Regions from separate parts of the Sus scrofa genome. Here all the other regions are linked to region 2. The links are chromatin contacts, called in public HiChIP or PLAC-seq maps. All regions are on one chromosome and are shown on one strand. The core of a region is the stretch at or near the end of the contact, and the rest is flanking DNA. Distances in the headings are between cores, read along the strand shown. Region 1 has its middle 27 kb from the start of LVRN. Region 2 has its middle 6.9 kb from the start of COMMD10. Region 3 has its middle 67 kb from the start of LVRN.

Region 1 (4,063 bases), core at 3-2,502, 140 kb after region 2:
TAGTCGGATTCGTTTCCTCTGCGCCACGACGAGAACCCCTAGAGTCCTTTTTTAAACTGAATTCAAATTATATCATAAGCCTTTCTTCAAGTAACTATTTCACAAAGATCACTTTACCATCTGTAGATTATTTGTTTACATAACCATTCTCTCATCATTGTACATTTATATCATTCCTAAAAGTTTGCAATTACAAGAAAAGCTAAGGAGTGTGAAATCAAATATAGCTCTAGTTGCAGAATTATGTTCCTTCCTTAGGAATGATCCTTAGGAGTAGAATTACAGGGTACTACAATGTGACCACTTTTATGTTTCTAAATAAATGTCATTAAACTGTCTTCCAGCTTCATGGGGAAGGGGAATTCAAACTATTTAACACCTCATATGCCCACAGGCCAACAGGAACAGACTACTGCCTTCCATAACCTGCAAAAGAGCCTTGGAGAACACCAGCAGAATCCTAGCCTGCTTATGCTGAGTTATAGGGCCAACAAATTCCACTCTTAACAGCATTATTGCCATTTACATATTAAAAAAAATATCTAAGCCAAAAGAGATAGCCTCATCTTTTTTTTTTTTTTTGTAACTACTATTTTTTATTTCCTTTTTTTTTTTTTCTTTCTTACAGCTGCACCTGCTGCATATGGAAGTTCCTGGGCTAGGGGTCGAATTGGAGCTGTAACTGCTGGCCTAGACCACACAGCCACAGCAATGATGGATCCTAGCCACAGCTGTGGCAATGGTGGATTCTTAACCCACTAAGTGAGGCCAGGGATCAAACGTGCATCCTTGAGGACACTATGTCAGGTTCTTAACCCACTGAGCCACAGTGGGAATGCCTATCACTACTATTTTAAAAATGTTTAAAGTGCAACCTTATTAGTTAGGGTGAAGATTTTTTTTTCTTCACACCCATTGGATTATTTTAGAACTTAACTCTTCATTCTATTTCTTTGACCATTTATTTATTTGGGTCCTAATGTTTTATTTATATATCAGAGGGGTCACACTTCACAGTGGTTAAGAGAGCAGGCTCTGAAGTTATACGGGTCAGGGTTTCAATCCTTAAACTGTGGCTTTCTAGCTAAGTGACATTGGGCTAGTGTCTTAGCTCAGATTGCTACAACAAAATACCACAGACCGATAGCTTAAAAAACAAACATTTACTTCGCACAGTTCTGGAAGCTGTGAGATGACATCAGAATCATGTAGGCTTTTTAAAAGGCTTTCTTTTTTCCCCTGACGCACACTGCCAATTCAACATCACAAAATGATCGCACACATCATATGCTCTTGTTCTCCAAACACACATAACATGAGAATGAGAAAAGGGAAGCATGAAGAATGAGAATGAGAAAAGGGAAGCATGAAGAAACAAAATGTCAATGAAATTCTGGAACAATTCAAAGGGCTGAGGAAGCAAAAAACCCCAAAGCCTGTAAAGAGTAATAAGAAACAAGGGAATCCACCTCCATAGAACCTCAGAAAGGCTTAAGATTTGCGGTATCTGTTACCATGGAAGGTACAGATAAGCTGTGAGAATAAAAACAGGAGGCATTGTTGAACACAGACAGGACAGCTCCCCACACATCCTTTCACTCACTCTTTATGGCCCAAAGACCAAATTTCTGGCCCTCACTCCACCTCCACACATACACAAAAGGAGCTGGAGGCTTATTCTGGGAAGAAATGAACTAAAGTGGTTCTGACCTTAAGACACTGCACCCAGCAGAAGGCAGGAGTTAAGCCACAGGAAGACTCAATACATCCAAAGTGAACTCCATACATTCCTTTAACACACGGCAATTTCTTCCTTCTAGGTACCCAGTCCACAAACCTAAGATTCCTCCTTGACATCTCTTTCTTTTACACTTGACATACATTTTATCAGGAAATTCTGTTGACTCTGTTTTGAAAATAAATCCAGAATCTGGAGTTTCTGCTATGGCACAGTGGGTTTAGAATCCAACTGCAGTGGCTCAGGCTGCTGCAGAGGCGAGGGTTTAATCCTCAACCTCGTGCAGTGGGTTAAAGGATCTGATGTTGCTGCAACTGGGTGTGGGTTGCAGGTGTGGCTCAGATTCAATTCCCAGTCCAGGAACTCCCAAATACCATGAGCGCAGCCATAAAAAAAAATAAAATAAATAAACACATAATTAAAGAATCCAAAATCCAACTACTTTTCACCACCTTTATTGCTGCTACCCTGGTGTGGGCCACCATCTCTGTCTCTACTGGATTATTGGAATAACTTCCTAAATTGTTTCCTCACTTCTAATGTTGCCAGGGTGATTCTCCAAAATCTGAAGTCAGATCCTTTCATTCTTCTTCAAACCTTACGAAGGCACACATCTGTGCTCAGTAAAAGCTTCCCACAAAGTCTTCCTTTTACCTCTCTGTTCTCCCCCTTCCTATTTCCTCCTCAGTCACTCCCTTACTGTTACATTGACCTCTTTGTTCTTCCTCTAACATGACATACCTGTCTCTACCTCAGGGCCTTTGCACTGATGGTTCCTTGAAGCTAGCCTTCTTCAGTCTTGCCCCAAATGGTCCATGATAAATATATGCAAATACTATGCCTTTTTATATAAGGGATTTGAGCATCCATGGATTTTGGTATCCCTCGTAGCTCCTGGAACTCATCACCCATAGATATGGAGGGATGACCATACTGTATGACCAGCATAATTAATTGAAAAACAGTAACAAAAATAAAAACTCAAGACTCCCACCAAGGCACTTCATTGGGAGTTTCAAAGCATCTAAAAAGGACAATCTTTAAAAGGCTCCAGAGAGAAAGCTCAAATAAACAGGAATCAGATGGCATCAGATTTATCACAACATTGCTACTTCCTTCAAAATTCTTAGTGAAAATTATTTTCAACTTAGAATTCTATACCAAGCCAAAATATTGATCAAGCAGAAGAGCAAACTAAATATCTAAAATTTTCAGGTATGCGAGGACTTAGAAAATTACTTCCCATGGCCTTTCTTGGGAAACTAATGAAAGATGTACTTCCCCAAACGCTGAATAAAGACAAAGACATGGAGCTCAGTAAATGATGGGTCCATCACCTCTGGGGGTGAAGGCTTTGTGGCTTTGTGGCAGATCTAGAGAGAAACCTGTCCAAGAGGGTGGAAGGCTGAGTTATCTCTAGGCTGAGGTGAGGTCTAAGAGTGATGGTAGGATTGTCTGAGGTGTTTTATTTTTTGACAAACATTTTTCACCACAAGTTTGGCTGATCATTGGATGATCCTTTTAAGAAAATTAATGGATGCATGGAAATAAATGGATATAAACAAACATAAAACAGGCTATTATTAACTCCAAGAAGAAGCAAAAAATTATCTTAGAAATATATTCATGGCTATACTATTGCCTTAGTAGTGAATAATGTGCATATCAATCACTGCCAATGCCAATTAAACTGTGGCATGACTGTATTAGGAGGATAGGAATAAAGCAATTGAAAGGTGGTTCTGTGGAGATAGCTTAGTCCCTAATTCAACATAAAAGGATGTCACAAGATCCTTTCTAAAACTGACAGACAAAAATAGCTATATATGAACCCAAATAATAGGAGAAAAATCTTTGCAAACCAAGTGACTGACAAGGGATTGATCTCCAAAATATAGAAATAACACCTGCAGCTCCATAACAACAAAATAAAAAAACAATCCAATCAAAAGATGGTCAGAAGATCTAAATAGACATTTCTTCAAAGAAGATAGACAGATGACCAATAGGCACATGAAAAGATGCTCAATATCACAATTATTAGAGAAGTGCAAATCAAAACTACAGTGAGGTATTAACTCACATCAGTCAGACAACCATCATCAAAAAGTCTACAAACAATAAATGTTAGAGAGGCTGTGGAGAAAAAGGGAACCCTCCAACACTGTTCGTGGGAATATAAATTGGTGCAACCATTATGGAGAACCATGTGGAAGTTCCTTAAAAAACTAAAAACAGAACTACTATATGATCTAGCAATCCCACTTCTGGGCATATTCAGAGAAAACCATAATTTGAAAAGATATATGTACCCCATTGTTCATT
Region 2 (4,035 bases), core at 860-3,359:
TAATTTGCACCCAATGTTCCTCCACTCAACCTCTCAGAGCTCTGTGCCATTAACAGGACTGATATTTACACACAGGATGTGTGAAATATTGAGTGGTTTCTTCAGTAATTTTCACCAATGAGCGCCATTTGAAAAGAATTAGATAGTGTTTCCCATATAGACATGTCCACAGAGGCACGATTCCAGATTCCCTTTTACCCAATGGCTAGTGAAGGAAATGAAAATAATCAACACTGCAAATAGGGAACAGAAAAAAAAAATCCACTCATCCACAGCAAACAGGGAAAGAATCATTTTTTAATAACACACTTGAAAAAGCATCTGCCAAGGAAAGAAAGAACAACAGCACTGGCTAATGTGATCCCCAATTGCTGAAATAGTGCTAGGAGAAGAAGACAAAGGAGTTCCCATTGTGGCTCAGCAGGTTAAGAACCTGACTAGGGAGTTCCCACTGTGGCTCAGTGGATCACAAACCCAACTAGTATCCATGAGGATGCTGGTTCGATCCCTGGCCTTGCTCGTTGGGTTAAAGGATCTGGCCTTGCCACAAGGTGGCAGATGTGGCTCAGATGTGGCATTGCTGTGGCTGTGGTATAGGCCGTCAGCTGCAGTTCTGATTTGATCCCCAGCCTGGGAACTTCCATATGCCTTGAGTGTGGCCTTAAAATTAAAAAAAAAAAAAAAAAAAAAAAAAGACATCCACAAAGCCAGGAGAATTCTGCTTATACCCCCCAGCTTGGTGAGGAGCAGAAAGGGGTCAATAGTCAGCCAAGGGGGAGTCATGGGACATCCCTGAGAATCCATGTCTGTGAGGGCAGATGCAGGATGCCCTGGAGAGTGGAGGGACCTGCAGGAATCAGGCTTCTGGTGTCTCTTAGGGAGGGAAAAAGTAGAGCAATGAGGCAGAATAAAACAAAACTATATCTAATATCCCAGATGATGAATGTCAAGCTGGAAATCTGAAGATAAGATAAGAAGAAAAGATATCCTGCTGAGAATAGCCAGTGGAAAAGGTTACACTGGAGCCCAGTGAAAAAAGCCTTTCCTCTGCCCACCCCCCACCTCACTGGTGACACCGGCTGAAACCCACAGGCATCCCAACCCTTCCCTCATACCAGGTGGAAGTGAAAGAGTGAAATGAGGACGTGAACAACCAGGTCTGACTTCAGAGGAAGCAGAAGCTCTGGGGCACCACAGCTAATGAAGGGGTATCTGCCCTCACGGGCTGCACACGCCCCTACCAGGTAGAGTGAATCCTGATATAGGATAGGGAACTAAACCTCAGAGATGAGAAAATGAAAATTAAATCCACAACAAGAGTCCCCCTCAGCCCCAGTTCCCGTTAAGCTTTTGTTTAAAAAAAAAAAAATGTAGAGCAAATGCACCTCTGAGCCCTTTAGATGGAAAAACAGATCTCAGGGTAACAGGCGAAGGAACTAAGGAGACTGGCATTATTACATCAGAGGAAGCAGAGGTCTGGCCAGAGCTGTCCACATTCAACCCAAGGAGGGTGAGAAGACAGGGCATAACTATGCAATCATCATGCCGAAAAATACAGGAAAGAGAGGTACACAGCATACAAGAAATAGATGAAAAGTTCAATCTGGAATAAAATGTAACCTCAGAGACAAAAGAAAAATGCCATGCGAACGCTCAGGGTAGAAGTTACTGTGAAAAGAAATTCAGTGGCACAAGAACTAAAATAACACTTGATGAAACAACAAAACTAGCCAATGAAAGGCATTGTGAATGAAAGAAAGAAAAAAAAAAAGAAATTGTGGACTAAAAGCACACCATTTCCTAACTGATAAAGAAATAACAAAATGAAAGGAAGAGACGAGGCACAATTACAAATTGAATTATTGACAGAAAAGAAGGACCATTCACAGCAAATGCCAGGAAAGAGACAAACACAAAGGAGATACTGCGAACAAAGAAAAGCCAATATGAAGATAATTGTGTCTTCAAGCCAAGAACTGAACAGAGACACAAAAACACACTCAATTACTGTAATAGAGCCTGACTCCGTTTTTGACGTGAGTGCTGACAGCTTCCCAGCCCCCATCACTCCCTCTTCCCTTCTGACCCACATCTGGGCACAGTGACAGGAAGCTCCGTTGCTCCCTCCTTTGGCGCTGGGAGAACGTTCAAACCCACACAAACCACACAAACTTCCACAACTGTGTGGGGAACCCTCAGTGAGGCCCCACTCCCTAATCATCATAAAGCCAGTCGCCCTCTCCAGCTGCTTTTGGACCTGTCAGGAGTTTCTACTGCTCTCCCCAGAAAGCCACATGATGTAATAAAACTTGTCATACCTTCTTGGGGCATGTGTTGCACCATCAGTTTTAACAGCAACCAAATTTAGACTCAGGAGTCCCTTTCCCCTCCAAGAGACAATCACGACAAATAGACACTGGAAGGCAGTTTCCCTAGAGTGATGGAAAACCTGAGTCTGGGGTTTGATGAAAGAGCAAATTGTTTTCTGAAAGAATCTAATCTAGAATGATGATGTGGGAACAAAATTACCAAATTCCAAGGATTAAAAAAAAAAAAAATCCTTCAGGCATCCAGGTGAAAAAGTAAGTCATTTACAAGAGGAAAGAAATCAACCAGTCTCAGACTTCTCCCAGCAAATCTACAAAGTTTTGAGAAAAGTACATTATGTCCAGCTATGATGTTATTCAATTATTAAAGCAGAAGTCAGACAGTCTCAAATATGATTGTATTTACACCTTTTATGAGTTCTTTTTGGGAAAAGTGATAGTTTAAAAACAAGCCAAAAGGGAGTTCCCATTGTGGCTCAGTGGTAAGGAACCCAATTAGGATCCATCAGAATTCAGGTTTGATTCCTGGCCTTGCTCAGGGGGTTAAGGATCCAGAGTTGCCACGAGCTGTGGTGTAGGTGGCAGATGAGGCTCGGATCCCACGTTGCTGTGGCTGTGGTGCAGGCCAGCAGCTACGGCTCCAATTTGACCCCTAACCTGGGACTTCCATATGCCACAAGTAGAGCCCTAAAAAGCAAAAAATAAATAAAAATAAAACAAAAAGAAGCCAACCATGAGATAATAAAGTACACAGGAATAGTGCTATGGCATGTAGTGAACATTAAATCCATTTAGAATTAAGATTTAGTTAAGATGGGAATTATATTTAAGAAATTAAATATAATATTTTAATGTTTGAAATGTAAATTTAATATATAGCTAAGAGAACTAATTTAAAATGTGCAAAGATAACTGAACAAATTAGTACTAATTTCTTAATCTTTAATGGCAGATTATCAATAAATGCTATCTTAAATGAAATACATCACTTAAAAAATAAATTGGTCATAACTTAATCTTTTTTTCATCTCTGCAAGGGTAATAATCTAGAGAGCTGTAGTCTGAATACGCCTAATGGACTATGGAAATACTTTGCTTCCTTATTTCTTTGACCTACTCAGTGATGACATAGGCAATGTGACCAGAGATATTTTTATTTTGAAAAAATACTACCAACTTAAAATCTATAGTTTGTTTCACAAATCATATTGTCACTGATCCGAGAGGCACTTGAGTTTGTGACCCCTGCCTTAAAGGAATATTTTAGGAACACACATAACTTTGTTAAAGAAACAACTTTTTTTCTTTTTCTTTCTTTCTTTTTGTTTTCTGTTTTTTGTTTTGCCTTTTTAGGGCTGCACCTGAAGCATATGGAGGTTTCCAGGCCACAGCAATGTGGAATCTGAGCCTTGTCTGTGACCTACACCACAGCTCACAGTAATATGGGATCCTTAATCCACTGAGCAAGGCCAGGGATCGAACCTGCATCCTCATGGATCCTAGTCAGGTTTGTTACCACTGAGCCATGATGGGAACGCCTAAAGAACAACTTTAATAAAAATCAATTTCTTCGGTTTCTTTTCTTTTTCTTACCCATTATAATAAAAATATTTCTGTATAGCCATATATAGATTTTATAGACTACATATAGATTGAGATCCAGATATAAATATCTACACAGATATTACTGGAGTTTGGTTTGGCTGAA
Region 3 (4,246 bases), core at 234-2,733, 180 kb after region 2:
TTTATTGATTCTTTTTTTTTTTTTTTTTTTTTTTTTTTTTTTGCTGTGTAGAAGCTTTTAAGTCTGTTGATTGATGTTTCCCTTTTGATTTTTACCATTTGAGTGGGTTGTTGATTTTTACCTTTGTTATTTGTGCTTTTGGTGTCATACTCCCCCAAATCATCACCAAGGCTAATGTTAAGGAGCTTCTTCCATGTGTTTTATTCTGGGAGTTTTATGGTATCAGGGCTTATGTTTAAGTCTTGGATCCATTTTGAGTTAATTTTTGTGAGTGGTGGAAGATAGGGGTCCAGTTTCATTTTTCTGGTTATCCAATTTTCCCAGCACCATTTGTTGAAGAGATTCTCCTTTACCCACTGGGTTTTCTTGGTTCCTCTGTCAAATATTAGTTGACTGTATATTTAGGGGTTTAATTCTGGATTCTCTATTCTGTTCCATTGATCTCTGTGTCTATTTTTATGCCAGTTACATACTATTTTACTTACTATAGCTTTGTAATGTAGTTTGGAATCTGAATGTGTGGTGCCTCTGGCTTTGTTCTTTCTGAGGATTGGTTTAGCTATGTGGGGTCTTCTGTGATCCTATTCACCTTTTAGGACTGTTTTTCTTTTTCCTGTATTTCTGTGGAAAATGTCACTGGAATTTTAATAGGGAATGCATTGAATCTATAGATGGCTTGGGTACGGCAGGGGTTGATGTCAGCATCATGGTGGCATGAGTTGTTCCTTTTTTCTCTCTCCTGTTATTTATAACCAAACAAAAGTGCCTCTTCGCATTACAATAGAACATGGTGGTGGAGGAGAATGGGTGCTGGGGAAGGAGAGGCAAAACTGGAGAGTGAAAAACAAGGGAGACAAGCAAGGGAGTTAATGAATTTGTGGAAGTCCAAAAAGCATGACAGGAGAATCAGGATTGTCATTGGAGCAGTAGAGAGATGAGGTGAGAGGCAGAGAAGAAGGAGAACCTCAAAAAGTCAGCTCTCCTTCCGCAGGGTGACACCACATTCCCCAGGCTTTCCTCAGCAGTGACAGTGGTGACTCCCCTCATAGTGGAGGTGGAAAGCAAAAGGAGTGAATGACTGACCTCTAGGCTGCACAAGCTGCAGCAGGATGGACCAGTTTCTTACCAGCAGCATGTAATTTCTGAGGAAGAAACTCTGACTTGAAGAGAGGAAAGGAAAGCATATGAGGCAGACAAGTATAACAAAGGTCATTAAAAGAAAAAGTGCCCCGCTATCTGCTTCAGGATTTCAGCAGCAGTAGCCTCACTAGAGGATCTTCCTACTGGGCAATGGGCATCCACAAAGCCCCCAGTGCCAGCCCACACTTCCCCCTACTCTGCCACTAGCTTTTTCTTTGACAGTTTTTGCTGTTGTTTGTTTGTTTTGTTTTGTTTTTGTTTTTAATTTGGGTGACTCTTAGGTGCAGCTCCAGAGCTAGTTCAGGTAAGGAGAGCCAAAGGTTTGACCTACAGCGCCACCGTGTGGAAAACAAAATTTCTAATTACCAATTGGTTTAACTGAACAAAGTGAACAAGAAAGGGATGTGCTACTTCAAATGAAACTACACAGGCACACTTCATCAAACACAATGAAAAATCATGGTAATATTGTATAACAAAAAGAAAATAATTCTCTAGTCACTGAACCCAAGGGCACAGAAGACTGCAATCTAATTGATAAAGTATTCAAAAGCACTGTTATGAAGAGATTCAATTAGCTACAAGAAAACTCAGAAAGGCAATTAAATGAACTCAGGAACAAAATTAATAAATAGAAGGAGTTATTTAGCAAAGAGACTGAAATTTAAAAAAAAACAGGATTTCCATTGTGATATAGTGGGTTAAGGATCTGGCATTGTCACTATAGTGACTCAGGTCCCTGCTGTGGTGCAGATTCAATCCCTGGCCCAGGAACTTCTTCATGCCATGGGAGTGGCCAAAAAAAGAACCAGACAAATTCTGGAGCTGAAAAAAGTCAGTGAATCTGATGAAGACTATATTAGAGAACTCAGGAAGTAGGGCAGGAAGATCAAAGAGGAATTAGCAACCTGGAGGATAAGAATGTAAAAATGACTCAGATTTAAGACAAACTAAGATTTTTAAGAAGCAAAAATAAAACCCTATGAGAAATATCATTTACGAGGAAACAAATAAATAAAAGAATAACTGGTCTATCAGAAGGAGAAGAGTGGAGGAGGGAACAGAGAGTATAATTAGAGAAATAATAGCTAAGAACTTACAAACCCTGGGGAAGAAAATGGACATACAAGTCCAGAAAGCTAAAAGAACACATTATTATCTCAATTCAAAAAGAACTTCCCAAGACATGTTATAATGAAATTGTCAAGAATCAATGATAAAGAATCTTAACGGCAGCTGGGGAGGGTGGGTGTGGAGTAACCTACAAAGGAACTCTTACCAGGCTATCAGCAAATTTCTCAGCAGAAATAGTATGGGCCAGAAGAGTGAAATACATATTCAAAGTGCTCAAAGATAAAAATGCCAGCCAAGAATACTTTATCTGGCATTTATCCTTCAGATATGAAGGAGAAATAAAGGCTTTCCCAAACAAACAAAAACTGAGGGAGTTCATCGCCCGTTGACCTGCCTTGCAGGAAATGCTGAAAGAAGTTCTTCAAGCTGAAATGCAAAGATGCTAATTAGTGACATCATAAATTATAGTGCAGTATATTCTAGCAATGGTGAAAAATAACCAGTCAGAATATAGATAACTTTGTATAGTATAGACGTTTTAACAATTTTAATTCCTCGAACCCACAACCTTCCATTTATTTTTGTCTTCTTCAATTTCCTTCCAAAGAGTCTTGTAGCTTTCATTCTACAGACCTTTCACTTCCTTTGATTACATTAACTCCTAGGTATTTTATTGTTTTTGAAGATACTGTGAAAAGGATAGTTTTCATTTCTTTTTCAGATGTTTTGATTGTTAGCGTACAGATGAACCTGAATTCTGTATGTTAATCTTACAACTTAAATGAACTTGTTGATTAGTTCCAACAGTATTATGACTGGGTCTCTAGGATTTTCTATACATAAAATCATATCGTCTGCACATAATAAGTTTTACTTCTTCCTTTCCAATTTGGATAACTTTATTTCTTTTTCTTGCTTAATTACTCTAGCTATGAATTCCAGTAACATACTGAACAAGAGAGCTGAGAGGCTTACTTGTCTTATTCCTGATCTTAGGAAAACCCTTCAATTTTTCTCCATTGAGTATAGTATTATAATGTTACCTATGGGTGTATAATATAGTATATGGTCTTGATTATGTAGTTCCTTCTTAACCCAATATGTTGAGGTTGTTTATCATAAAAGGATGTTTTGTCAAGTGCTATCTCTACATTTACTGAGATAATCATGTGATTTTTACCTTGCATTCTTTAAGCTTAATTTGTTTTTCTTTTTCTAGTTCTTTGAGATGTAAAGTTAGATTCTTTATTTAAGGTCTTCTAATTTCTTAACGTGTGCATTCATTGCTATAAATTTCCCTCTCAGAACTTCAAAATCGCTTTTGTAGCATTCCAAAGGTTTTGGTGTGTTGTGTTTCCATTTCCATTTGTTTCGATATTTTAATTTCTCTTTTGATTTCTTCTTTGATCCACTGCTTGTTCAGAAGATAGTTTCCATTTATTTGTAGATTTTCCAGCTTTCCTCTTGTTATTGATTTCTAGTTTCAACCATTATGGTTGGAAAAGACAGCTGGTATGATTTCAGTCTTCTTAAATTTGCTAAAACTTGTTTTTTGTCCTATCATATGACTTATCTGGAACATATTCTGTGTGCACTTGTCAGAATGTGTATTCTGCTGCTATTGGATGGAATACTCTATACATGTCTGTTAAATCCATTTGGTTTAAAATATGGTTCAGTTCCAATGTTTCCATGTTGATTTCCTGTGTGGACGATCTATCCATTGCTGAAAGCAGGGTATCTACATTCTCGACTATTATGTTTGTTTATCCCTTCAGACTTTTTAGTATTTGTTTAACATAATAAGGTGCTCCAATGTTGGATGTGTATGTATTTATGATTGCTATATCTTCTAGGTGTATTGACACTTTATCACTATACAGTGACCTTGTCTCTTGCTACTGTTTTTGGCTTAAAGTCTATTTTGTCTGATACAATTATGGCTACCCCACGTTTTTTGGTTTATACTTACATGGAATATCTTCTTCCATCCCTTCATTTTGAGCCTAAGTGTATCCTTGGAACTGAAGTG

Evidence for each region. HiChIP or PLAC-seq counts read pairs in DNA pulled down with a chosen protein or histone mark.
Region 1: a contact with region 2 is called in an H3K27ac HiChIP or PLAC-seq map of alveolar macrophages. The contact joins two enhancer-like sites. A contact is called at or near these places in 1 of 47 Hi-C or Micro-C datasets (embryonic fibroblasts) and 1 of 2 datasets of contacts at active chromatin or transcription factors (alveolar macrophages).
Region 3: a contact with region 2 is called in an H3K27ac HiChIP or PLAC-seq map of alveolar macrophages. The contact joins two enhancer-like sites. A contact is called at or near these places in 1 of 5 promoter capture datasets (liver), 17 of 47 Hi-C or Micro-C datasets (alveolar macrophages, embryonic fibroblasts, epiblast stem cells and 12 more) and 1 of 2 datasets of contacts at active chromatin or transcription factors (alveolar macrophages).

What each region holds. Positions count from the first base shown.
Region 1 is chr2:120,088,845-120,092,907 of Sscrofa11.1, reverse strand. No RefSeq gene overlaps it. Among named protein-coding and RNA genes, the nearest start is that of LVRN, 27 kb to the left of the region's middle. Within about 2 kb of position 1,252, at least 1 of the 83 cell types and tissues checked has an H3K27ac peak or open chromatin away from gene starts, as enhancers often do. A contact at or near this core is called in alveolar macrophages, where this site is marked.
Region 2 is chr2:120,229,680-120,233,714 of Sscrofa11.1, reverse strand. No RefSeq gene overlaps it. Among named protein-coding and RNA genes, the nearest start is that of COMMD10, 6.9 kb to the left of the region's middle. Within about 2 kb of position 2,109, at least 8 of the 83 cell types and tissues checked have an H3K27ac peak or open chromatin away from gene starts, as enhancers often do. A contact at or near this core is called in alveolar macrophages, where this site is marked.
Region 3 is chr2:120,048,683-120,052,928 of Sscrofa11.1, reverse strand. No RefSeq gene overlaps it. Among named protein-coding and RNA genes, the nearest start is that of LVRN, 67 kb to the left of the region's middle. Within about 2 kb of position 1,483, at least 1 of the 83 cell types and tissues checked has an H3K27ac peak or open chromatin away from gene starts, as enhancers often do. A contact at or near this core is called in alveolar macrophages, where this site is marked.